Regions from separate parts of the Oryctolagus cuniculus genome. Here region 1 is linked to region 2. The links are chromatin contacts, called in public Micro-C maps. All regions are on one chromosome and are shown on one strand. The core of a region is the stretch at or near the end of the contact, and the rest is flanking DNA. Distances in the headings are between cores, read along the strand shown.

Region 1 (5,343 bases), core at 842-3,341, 40 kb after region 2:
TATCTAAATAGGTCTTCATAGGCCAATATGGACATTAATATATACAAATATATTTACTGAGTCCTTTTCATTTCACTCTAATAAACATATTTGATACAGCTGAAATATGAAACAGTTGATACTAGCAAAATAATAATAAGTTGAAGCAATCTGTCTCCAAATCTTTCATCTTGGATCACCAGAGTCTTTGTGTCAACTGTTTCTTGAACATTAAAAAAACACGTCTCTGATCTGCAACTATCACATGAAGTCAGTTTGCTCCACAGCATCCAAGCGAGGACACCACGAATCAGCTTCCCAGAATGTCCCTGAATCGCCGGGCTTCCACAAAGAAACTAGCGCCTGTAAAGCTGCTCTTATATATAGTTCCATAAAATCTCTAAGGACATCTGAATTCTGTGCCATGCCAGGCTTCACACATACACACACACATACACGCAATGCACATCTGAATTCTGTGCCATGCCAGGCTTCACACATACACACACACACACATACACGCAATGCACATCTGAATTCTGTGCCATGCCAGGCTTCACACACACACACACACACACACACACAATGGACATCTGAATTCTGTGCCATGCCAGGCTTCACACACACACACACACACACACACACACGTATGTGTGTATTCATAGTTTCATTTTACGTTGTCAGTCTGGTAAGCATGCACTGGAAAGTCATCAAATTGTAACTGAATCTCTTTCCTGTGAATACTACTCAGAGTATTTGTAAAATTCGCATCTCAAAGTATAGGGTCAGCATTTCCTCATGAACAAAAGCAGCAGTTTCTTCGTAAGGCAAACCCAGGAATCCGATGCAACACACATGTACTCTTGCTCACTGTCACACACGCCCATCGATGTTATCCGAACGTGGGTAAGATCAGCTCCCTTGACTAAAGAGGGGAAAGACTGAAAATTAGCAAACGTCCCAGATGCAGCTGCTCCAGGCTGGAGAGAGACAGAGACGGACAAAAGGACACGGGGAAAGGAAGCTATGTGAGCGAAAAGCTAAAATGCCAACAATGCACCAGCCCCTGGCCCAGCCCCTGACCCACTATAATCTACTTAGCCATCTACTTTACACCCCTCCCTCAGAAAAAAAAAAAAAAAAGTGGAAGCAAACTGATCCTGATGAAGCCGGGAACTGAAGTCCTGCACTTGGCCGGCGACTCGCGACGCAAAGAGCCAAAGCTGAGGGAAGTGTCTCACCACCCAGGGCAGGTGCGTGCGTGGAGGGCAGGGGGAGGGGAGGGGACGAACGCTGCCCGCGCGCGAGTCTCCGCACCGACGCCGCGCCTACTACGGGGCCGGGTGCCGGCGGCCGACCCCGGCGCCCCCGGGACGCCTCCCTCAACACCTTCCCGGCCGGCCGGGCCCCGGAGCTCCCGAGCGCGCCCGGCCCCGCAAGGGGCGAGGGGCGGTCCCGCATCCATTTACCCGTGAGGTTCCTCAGCACCGTGCCGTGGGCCCAGAGGCTCAGGACCTGCTGCACCGACAGGTTGATCATCGAGTGGTCGCCCCCCTCCGCCTTCATCGTCCCCGGGGGGCGCCCGCCGCCCTCTCCGGGGGCGCCGGGCGGCGGCGGCTGTGAGGATCGGGGGGCGGCGGCGAGTGCGCGGCTCCTCCAGGCCGCCGGGGGAGGCTGCGGGGCGCCGGGCCGGGCGCTGCTGCTGCCGCCGCCGCCGCCGCCGCCGCTGGGCCTCCGGGGGGGGCCGCTCAGCGTGTCTCCCAGGCAGCCCCCTCCCCGCCGGGGAGACATTGAGGACGGCGGACGGGGGAGCGGAGGGGGCCGGGCGCTGTCCCCGCGCGGCCCCCGAGCGAGCACTCGGGGCGGAGGAGGCTGCCGCCGCCGCTCCCGCTGCCTCTCAGGGGCGGCACACGCGAGGAGGCCGAGGTCACGACGCCGGGAGGCCGGCGGTGACGGGCAGCCGGCAGGTGCGGCCCCGCGACGGGGCCCAGCTCATCGCCGCTGGAGAAGCAGCGGACGCGGCACCCCGAGGAGGCTGCGGCGGCGGCGGCCGCGGCGGCACCTGCCGCCCGGCCTGGCCGCCCTCGGGTCGCCGACACTCGAGGAACCGCCCCCTCCGCCCGCGGCCGCCGCCGGGCGGCTCGAGTGCGCGCGCGCGCGCGGCTCCCCACGCCCGGCCCCGCCTCCGCCGCCCGGCCTGGCGGAGCCACTGCGCATGCCCACTCCCCGGCGCCGGCCTCTCCCTCAGCGCCCGGGCTCGCGCTCCGGCCGGCGCCGAGCGTCGGCCCGCAGTGGCGCGGAGGCGAGCGCGGCCTACGTCGCTGGCGCCACCGCCGGCCCGGCGGCTGATTGGGTTCTCCGAGGGCGCCGCCTCCGCGCCCCCCGGTGCCGGGGGCTCGCGGGTGCGGGGCCGCGCGGCTCGCTGAGGTGGGTGCTGCGACGAATCAGACCTTCGCCTTGGGGTGAAGATCCTCGCGCGCCGCACTTGAAGGGGGTAAATAGCTCAGCACGCAGAGTTAGTAATTTGCGGTTTTAATTTTTTTTTCCTGAGTTCAGTGACCTGGCTGGGCCGCTCACTGGCAGAATGAAATGTTAAAGTCACAAAACCGAGTGGCCCCGCTTCTTCATTCATTCCCGCCCTCCGGGGGCCCCCGGGGTCTGACGGATGCCGTCGCTGAATTTATCCAAATTGCAGATCTTGCGTTTTTTTTAATCTAGATCCCTCTCCCCCCGCATATTTGCTGTCTTCGCGTCCATCCCTCGCCCCCCCCCCCCCCGGAGCATTTAAAATCCAGCTCGCCAAGTTAAACTGCTTGGGGGCTGGAAACATGGTAACTCTGAAGATAAAGATGGGGTTTTTGGCGATCACGTACACGTGCCCACCCCATCTCTGCTCTCTGGTAAGAATTACCGAGGGAGATTTATCCGGCCGGACACGGAAGGGCTGAAGCGCCCGTGACAGGGCGCTCTTGGGAGCCACCTTAGAAATAACGCGACGGCGGCAGGCTTCCTCCCCACGGTGTCCTGTGGCTGTCAGACACGGGAAAAGGGCATTTTGCATCATTAATGGGAGTGAAGTCAAAACGCTTCGTGTAGAATCTGTCTTCTCCCTGGACTTACACACGTTCATTTAAGACATGAAAGAGGATTTGCTGTTTTTTAAACTTTTTAATTTTAGAGGTGGGGAAAGTGATGCCGCAGAATTAAGTGGGGGCAAAGGTGACAGCCGTGCAGAGTCCACTCTGCGCGTTCCCGGTCTGTGACTCTTGCCAGCACCCACAGTGTCTTCCTGTGAGCGCCCTACGGTCCAGGTCCTGGATGCGGAGGTGCAGGGTGCCTCGTGGTGATGCCACGGAGGTCATGGAATGGGACCACGTGCACCGAACGGTTCCTGAGAGCTGAGCCGGCGGGCATTTACACGGCCTACCAGGGGCTTTGAGTTAGCTTACATGGGGTGCACTGAGGTTCTTAGGATACACGCCACTATTTAAAACGTTCAGAACCTGGGACAGTGCCTGGCCCCTGAGGCTCAGTAGATAAATGTGCTGAATGAGTAAATGATTGCCAAAGGCAACAGTGTGTGTGTGTGCTGCATCCTTTTTGAAGAAAAACAGAACCCACGTGTTGATGTCAGGAGAAGAGACAGTAAGACAGCAATGACGCCCGCAGGGGATGATGTTCCGCACTAACCCAGTGGATCTTCCCTGCTTGTCAGTCAGTCCAACGCAGTGAGCACTTACTGGTTACCGCCTATCCGTAACTTCCGTCAAAGGCATTAGGGATGGGATTCGAGGATTCTTCACTGCATTTCACTTGTTGTTGGTTTTTTTTTTTTTTTTTCGCTTGGGCACAACTAGTGATACCGCCCATGTTGGAAGCCTGTATGCTTGAGAAAACTGTGTCTTTTCCCAACAGCCAGAGTCACGAAAATCAAATCTGAGTTAATACTAGTGAAGGTTGTAGAATTTCTTTTCTTCGGATCTCTGACACTGAGTTAGTACTGCAGTCCAAGGCTGGGTTGGTCCCATTCCTGCCTGAGATCAGGGAATACCCACAGATGAGTCCTCAAGGTGCTTTGTAACCATGTGCCCTTGCATGTCAAATAAACAATTCACAGACAGTTCTTGGTTTGTTTCTTCAACACGAGCGAGAGAACATCTGTAAGTCTTAGCTGTTCTGCTAATTCTCCAGAGAGAACCCAGAAGAAAGCCTTTAAAATCAACTAGAATATAAAATGTTGATCCTGTGAGAAAAACGTTAGCTATCAAAGCCATTTTTTCTCTTTCTTGCTGCCAGCTGCTTGTTTATCTCCCTCCTTGCTGTGCAGTACTATATTGTCGACTAATAATGCACAGGCAACTTAGTCGCGTTTTGTGACACATTTCCACAGTTTCAAATCCTGGGCAGGTTCAGTAGATGCAATATGTGGAAAATAACACTCTCTCTTCCATTTGTGATGCCCTTTTAATAAGGATGGAGTCTAATCAGCACAGAGGTCCTTCCTCTTGCTAGGTGTTGTGCCCACATCTATATATGAGCTCTTGTAATTTTCACAAAGACGAATTGAACCTTCACAACACCATTACATTAATTTTCTTCAAATGGCACACACCCCCACACGTCTGCCCAAATCGCGAACAGACATGAAAGCTCTGTCGGTTGTTTTTCGAAGAAGAAAATAAAACTCAGTCGGGAGCAGTGATAAACAGGAGGAGCAGAGAGGAAGGCACGTTGTTCTAAGGGATGAAGTGCACCAAGATTTTCATCTTGAAATGTGTGGCAGAGCACCTATTCCAGTCAAGAGCTATTTCCATCCCAGTTAACCAGAGAAACAGAGTATTTTCCTTCTCTACAAATTCTATTGTTTAAAAAATGTGGCAAATGGCATTGTGGAAACTCACATTCTGAATATATTTAGTCTACTGAATGAAAGTAGAATCGTTCCAAATTACCCGCCTAAGGAATTTAAAAAGATGACATTTTTGGGCCTGGGAATACCTGAAGTCCTGGTTTATCCCCCTAGTAAGATACAGCAAGATACAGGATGCTGGCCAGCCATGATGGGCCTGCTGAGGCATGGAGCCCAGCTGAGAGAGAGAGAGAAAGAGGAGGAAGTGCTCCATGACCTCCACTCGTGGATGGGAAGGCAGATGTTGCGGGTGCCCCCAGCCACATCTGCTGCAGCGTGGGCCCGCCCTCTACCCGTCCTATCAGGTGGCAGGAACATTTTGATGACCTTTTCTAGAGACCTGCTTTTTATGACATTGATCCTTTTTTCTTTTGAGTAACTTATCTTTTAAAAAATTTCCTATAGGAGCTTTTTATATATTTAACAAACTAATATTGTTGCATGTATCATTTCCA
Region 2 (5,399 bases), core at 385-2,884:
CAACAGTTCTTCCTTGGAGTTAGCACATTTATCATTGAAACTGGTACCCAAGGAAACCCCACTGGGGGACCAATTCCACCAGGCTCTGGGATCCCCCTACCTCCTACCATCTTAGAAAACCTCTTCAAAGGTTCTGTGTAAAGGCCATGTCCCTTTGTTATTAATGTCATCATGGATTCTGGTAAACTCAAATCACAACAGCTCAAATTGAGAACTGAACACATGAAATGAATGACTCAAATACACGTTTGGGGCTGAACTGATAAAGCTGAGATTTAAAATGGCTTAACTATATTCCCAATCTTTCCCTTAGAACCATGACGTTGACATGCATCCAAATAAGACAGTTTATTACGCATCCTGTAAAGCTCACCTGTTACTCATTTACAGGTCGGTTTTGAGCTCCAGAGCCCAATGCACGGCACTCCTTAAACACGGTTAGCACTCCAGAACAAAAGACTGGTTCCATTTTGTAACAAAGTTAAGATGCTTGCAGCAAGTACTATAACCCCGCCGAGACACCAGACGGCTACCTGTACAGATGTTCTCACGGCTAGCTGTACAGATGTTCTCTGTGAGAGACAAGGCAAAAACTTTCTTCAGAAGGGTCAAAGAATGCAACATGTGTGTCAGACTTTTTCTTAACAAAACTTATAAGAATATTTTTAAGTTATATTCTTCCAACACACAAACGACAGTCAATGTGTGTGACCCATAAAGTTTCTGAATTCATCTAAATAGAATATTTATGCATGAGGGAAATTCTTAAAAGGGTGTGTTAATTTAGTGAAAAACTGTGTGCCCGATAGATCTATTCTGAGTCCTTAAAACAGTTTAGCTAGTCTTCCAGGAAGAAGAATTATTTCCTGCATAAATTAAATAACAATAATGCCTAAACACATGAAAGCCCTAAATCTCAGAAACGCTCAACATTAAAAACCAAAAAATCTCTCTCATACGAACGATTTGGGATTGAGCACACTCACACGGGACTCAGCATCACAAAACAGAGATCTCACTACATGACCTGAATTCATGTCAGAGATGTTCACAGCACTCATCTACGTCTACACTTGCAAATTGTCACATGATCAATGGTAACAGAAAGAAGAGAGTTTGGCACATGTAGCAATTCCTCAGAACGTCCCTGTAGCTGAACATGGCGCTGTGAACCTGATTGGCAGCTACACAAGGTGTTTTCCCTCCTGGCTTCCCGTCGGTCTTCGCGCCCCGGGCCCGGACGGAGGCACGGCAGGTGCAGTGCGGTGGTGCGATCGCTCCAACACCAGAGGGCAGGCTCTGCACACAGCACGAGAGGACCGGCGCGGCGCACGGTCCGCGGCCATTTGTTTCTACTTGTAACCAACGCCATTTTCAGGCGGTCTGTTTCCGTGCGTGAGGTCGGGCATTCCCACAGAAGCCTCAGAGCGTGGCGAGGATCCTTGAAAAGGAGATGATTAGTGTCAGTACAGTCTGCCCGACGCCCCACACCAGCGCCTCCAAGGGGGCCATGTTCTTCCCTGCCACTCTGTAGATGCCCGCGACCGCCGCACCTGCAGGAACGGGAGAAACACAGGACCTCACTCAGCGGCAGACCTCGGCGCTGCACCTCGCGAACGGTCCCCACCCTTTGTGCGCGCTCCCACGCGAGCGCTCAAGGTTACACTTCCCTGCGCCACATTTAGCCTCTTAGTTGAAAAACAGCCTTTTCTACTCAACCGAAAATATGCAGAGCATACATTGCGAACTGAATACCAAATATTAAGAAAATTATTTAAAAAAATGAGTAATTCATTACTGCAATCTCTTACCTGGGCATTCAATTGGCCTTACCTCACCAGCATTTTTAAAAACATCCAATACAATATACTGCGCAGAAGCTACACAGCAGTAATTCCCAAATTACAGACATTTTCATATTAAACATATTTTTCGTATTTTTCATATTAAACTCATTTTTTGAGTAAAATGAATTCATTCTTAAATTTCATGGAAAATATGAGAATATTTGCCTCATCCTACAATCGACCATCTAATATGGTTTATGAACTTTTAAAGAAAGCATGTAACTGTAAGTCACTTGGAGATTGCTTGACAGTGAATAACCCGGGAAAAACGTTTAGATAAAGTGCCCTGCCCAGAGCCAGAGGATGTGAGTTACAAGCAACCTCAGGCACATCTGATCCAACCTATGCACTTAATTTAGCAAACACAATGATGTAGCATCTAAGAGGCTAATTTTAAAAGTACACTCCAAAATCATAAAGGAGGAAACATTTAAGTTAAATTACGCCATCTTATAGGTGGAGATGGCACTGAAACGATTCTCTCTCTTGCTCTCTGTCCTATATGTATATATAAACTGCCTACCTATCCTAGATTGGTTAAGCAAAACAACATAAGGGAACAAATAAATTATCCAAATACCCCGAAGTGACAAATATTTGAAATAAAAACTTATTCATAAAAATTAGCTAGATATAATTTTTGTCAAAAACAGCTAAGGATTAATAACATTTTGTATCTTACTCAAAATCTCCCAAAGTCACCATAGTCCTCCACAACGGACATAAATGGCAAAAGAAAATTACTACTCTAAGCCAAGAATCTTCACATGCTTGTTTCAACATAAAAGGAAAATAAAACAGTGTACTTATCACATTTATGTATCCTACTAGGAACTTTAAAGATACTGTCTGAATTATCTATCATGCTACCCCCCCTCCCCCGGTATCATCACCTAATTTAATGAGGAAAGACAGGTTCAGAGAGGTTCGGTCTCTAGTTCAAGGAAATACAGCTGAGGGAAGTCTAGTTATAAATCCCCAAATCATTCTCATTTCACGTTTATGCTAAACGAAAAAGAGAATAAGAAATTCAGAAAATAACAATGTAGCCGATAACAATCTCAACTTTTACTCAATTAGGTAATAAACTCACAATTGTCATGTATCCAAATTTTAGAATTGGATCACATTCTTTCAAATTTTTGAATTTCATTTTTGTGAGAGACACAGACAGAGAGCTGCCACCTACTGGTTCACTCCCCAAATGCCCACAATGACTGGGACTCGGCTGAAGCCAGCCTCAGGAAATCAATCCTGGCCTCCTAGGTAGGTGGCAGGAACCCAACTACTTGAGCCATCCCCACTACCTCCCAGGGTCTGCATTGGAGGGAGGCTGCAGTCAGGAATGGGAGGTGGGAATTGAACTCAGGCGTTCTGAGGTGGGATACAGGCTTTGTAATTGCTAGGATAAACGGCTACTCCAGACATCCTTTAAAAATCTTTAAAAGATTCTATGCCTTGTTTGTTAAGAGAAATTATGTTATAAATAAACCACAGAAAAGGAATCACTTGGATCTCTATGGCTATCGTCAATTATAAAAGACACAGCTAGGCCTCTACTTCTGTGAAATTAAGTTTTCAATCATGATCCAAGAAGGGGTAACTAAAAGCAATTACCAGCTCATGTTGGCTGGGAAATGACAAACAAATCTGTGCATCCAAACTTCGCATGTGTGCACAAGGTAAAGAGCACATGTTTTGGAGCCAGACTCAGGAGTTAAAATCTAAGCGACACTACTAAGCAGCTGAATTAGGCCCGACAATTGCCCAGCTACAGAATGGGTGGGCATGGAGATTCAGAGACAGTACCTGGAATGTGCTGAGAACACTGGCAACTCCTACCATGCACACTCAACCTGTCCTGGCTCCCAGGCCCAGTGGTGTTCAGTGATGAAGCTAACTCCACTCCATGATTCTCCGTTCACTAAATAGTGCTGGAGCATCTGGGAGCCATTTGGAGGACGTAAGTCCCTGTCACACCACTCAGAGTAAATTTCAGATGGATGGAAGAACTAGATGTTAGAAACAAAACTACAAATGTAAATTCCAAAAAATAAGTGAATATTTTTTTTTTGACAGGCAGAGTGGACAGTGAGAGAGAGAGAGAGAAAGGTCTTCCTTTTGCCGTTGGTTCACCCTCCAATGGCCGCCACGGCTGGCGCACTGTGGCCGGCGCACCACGCTGATCCGATGGCAGGAGCCAGGTACTTATCCTGGTCTCCCATAGGGTGCAGGGCCCAAGGACTTGGGCCATCCTGCACTGCACTCCCTGGCCACAGCAGAGAGCTGGCCTGGAAGAGGGGCAACCGGGACAGAATCCGGCGCCCCGGCCGGGACTAGAACCCGGTGTGCCGGCACCGCAAGGCGGAGGATTAGCCTAGTGAGCCGCGGTGCCGGCCATAAGTGAATATTTTTATGATCCTAGAAAAAGAGATCTTAAATCTGAAGATGATGAAGAGCAAAAACCATGAGCAGTACATCAGTGTTTTTAACCAAGCCAAACAAATGTACATTAGTTGGGCTAAATTACCATGGAAGTCATACAGTCTCAAAAGGGAAATGTAGAACTACACGAATTGACACAGAAAAGACTTACAACACAGAAAAGACTTAAAACATAAAATATATATATTCTGTACTAGTATAAACACATACAAGAGGTCTTACAAAAGTTCCTGAAAATGCTTATTATGAAAAAACTAGGTATGATTCCAAAATTTTTTTGTATACCAAAATACCCTTATCTTTCAATTTTGTTTTTCCAGACACGTCGCGAAGCACTCTCGTGTGTTTGTGTGTGTGTGTGTGTTCAGATGTGAAAGTGTGCATGTGCATGGATGGGTACATGAAGTGGGGGGTCCCTTTGTGCCCTGACAGGGCTACTCAGTGAGGGTCCATGTCAGATACAAAGAACACAGCCGCGTGTTACTAGGTATTCAAAATTACATTAAAAAACTAACTTAATTTCTACACAGAACTTGCCTAAACTTTCCAACAATTCCAAAAAAAACCCACTCATTTTAAAGGCCAATTTACATTTTGATCCTATTTTTCAAACAAAGATATGTTTGTACACTGACAAAGTTCCCTAAACTCATGATTCGAAATAGAAGTATATTTTCTTGCATGTAGTTGTGATATATTTGTTTGAAGTGCTGTACAGAATTCCAAGTATGAATATACCACGGCTTATTTATCTATTCTACTACTGATGACATTTCTTTGTTTCCAATCCTTTACAATCACAAACGCTGCTCCATGAACATTCCTGGACATGACCTCCAGCACACAAACTCAGCCAAGTGCTTCCCCACCACTGGGCAAACATCTGGCTTAGCTGTTAAGCCACCAGTTGGGAGACTCACATCCTGTAACAGAGTACCTGTGTCCAAACCCCACCTCTGCTTCCAATTCCCACTTTCTGCTAATGCACAGCCAGGAAGGCAGCAGGTAAATGGCTCAAGTATTTAGGACCCTGCTACCCACAAGAGAGACCCAGTTTGATTTCTCAGCTCCTGGCTTCTGCCTGGCCCAGTACACATCTTGTGAGCA

The links. Hi-C and Micro-C count contacts between places; a contact is called where the count stands out from the background.
Region 1: a contact with region 2 is called in a Micro-C map of ear pinna, with 7 times the contacts expected there. The contact joins the promoter of TMEM170B here to the enhancer-like site in region 2. A contact is called at or near these places in 2 of 6 Hi-C or Micro-C datasets (ear pinna and skin fibroblasts).

Annotation. Positions count from the first base shown.
Region 1 is chr5:159,027,670-159,033,012 of mOryCun1.1, forward strand. TMEM170B (transmembrane protein 170B) reads right to left here and starts at 2,092. Exons shown (of 4, transcript XM_070074414.1): 1 at 1,449-2,092. The coding sequence starts at 1,770. LOC103349679 reads left to right here and starts at 1,379. Exons shown (of 9, transcript XR_011388801.1): 1 at 1,379-1,509.
Region 2 is chr5:158,987,972-158,993,370 of mOryCun1.1, forward strand. The region is part of intron 3 of TMEM170B (transmembrane protein 170B); the gene reads right to left. Among named protein-coding and RNA genes, the nearest start is that of TMEM170B, 39 kb to the right of the region's middle. Within about 2 kb of position 1,635, at least 2 of the 8 cell types and tissues checked have an H3K27ac peak or open chromatin away from gene starts, as enhancers often do. A contact at or near this core is called in ear pinna, where this site is marked.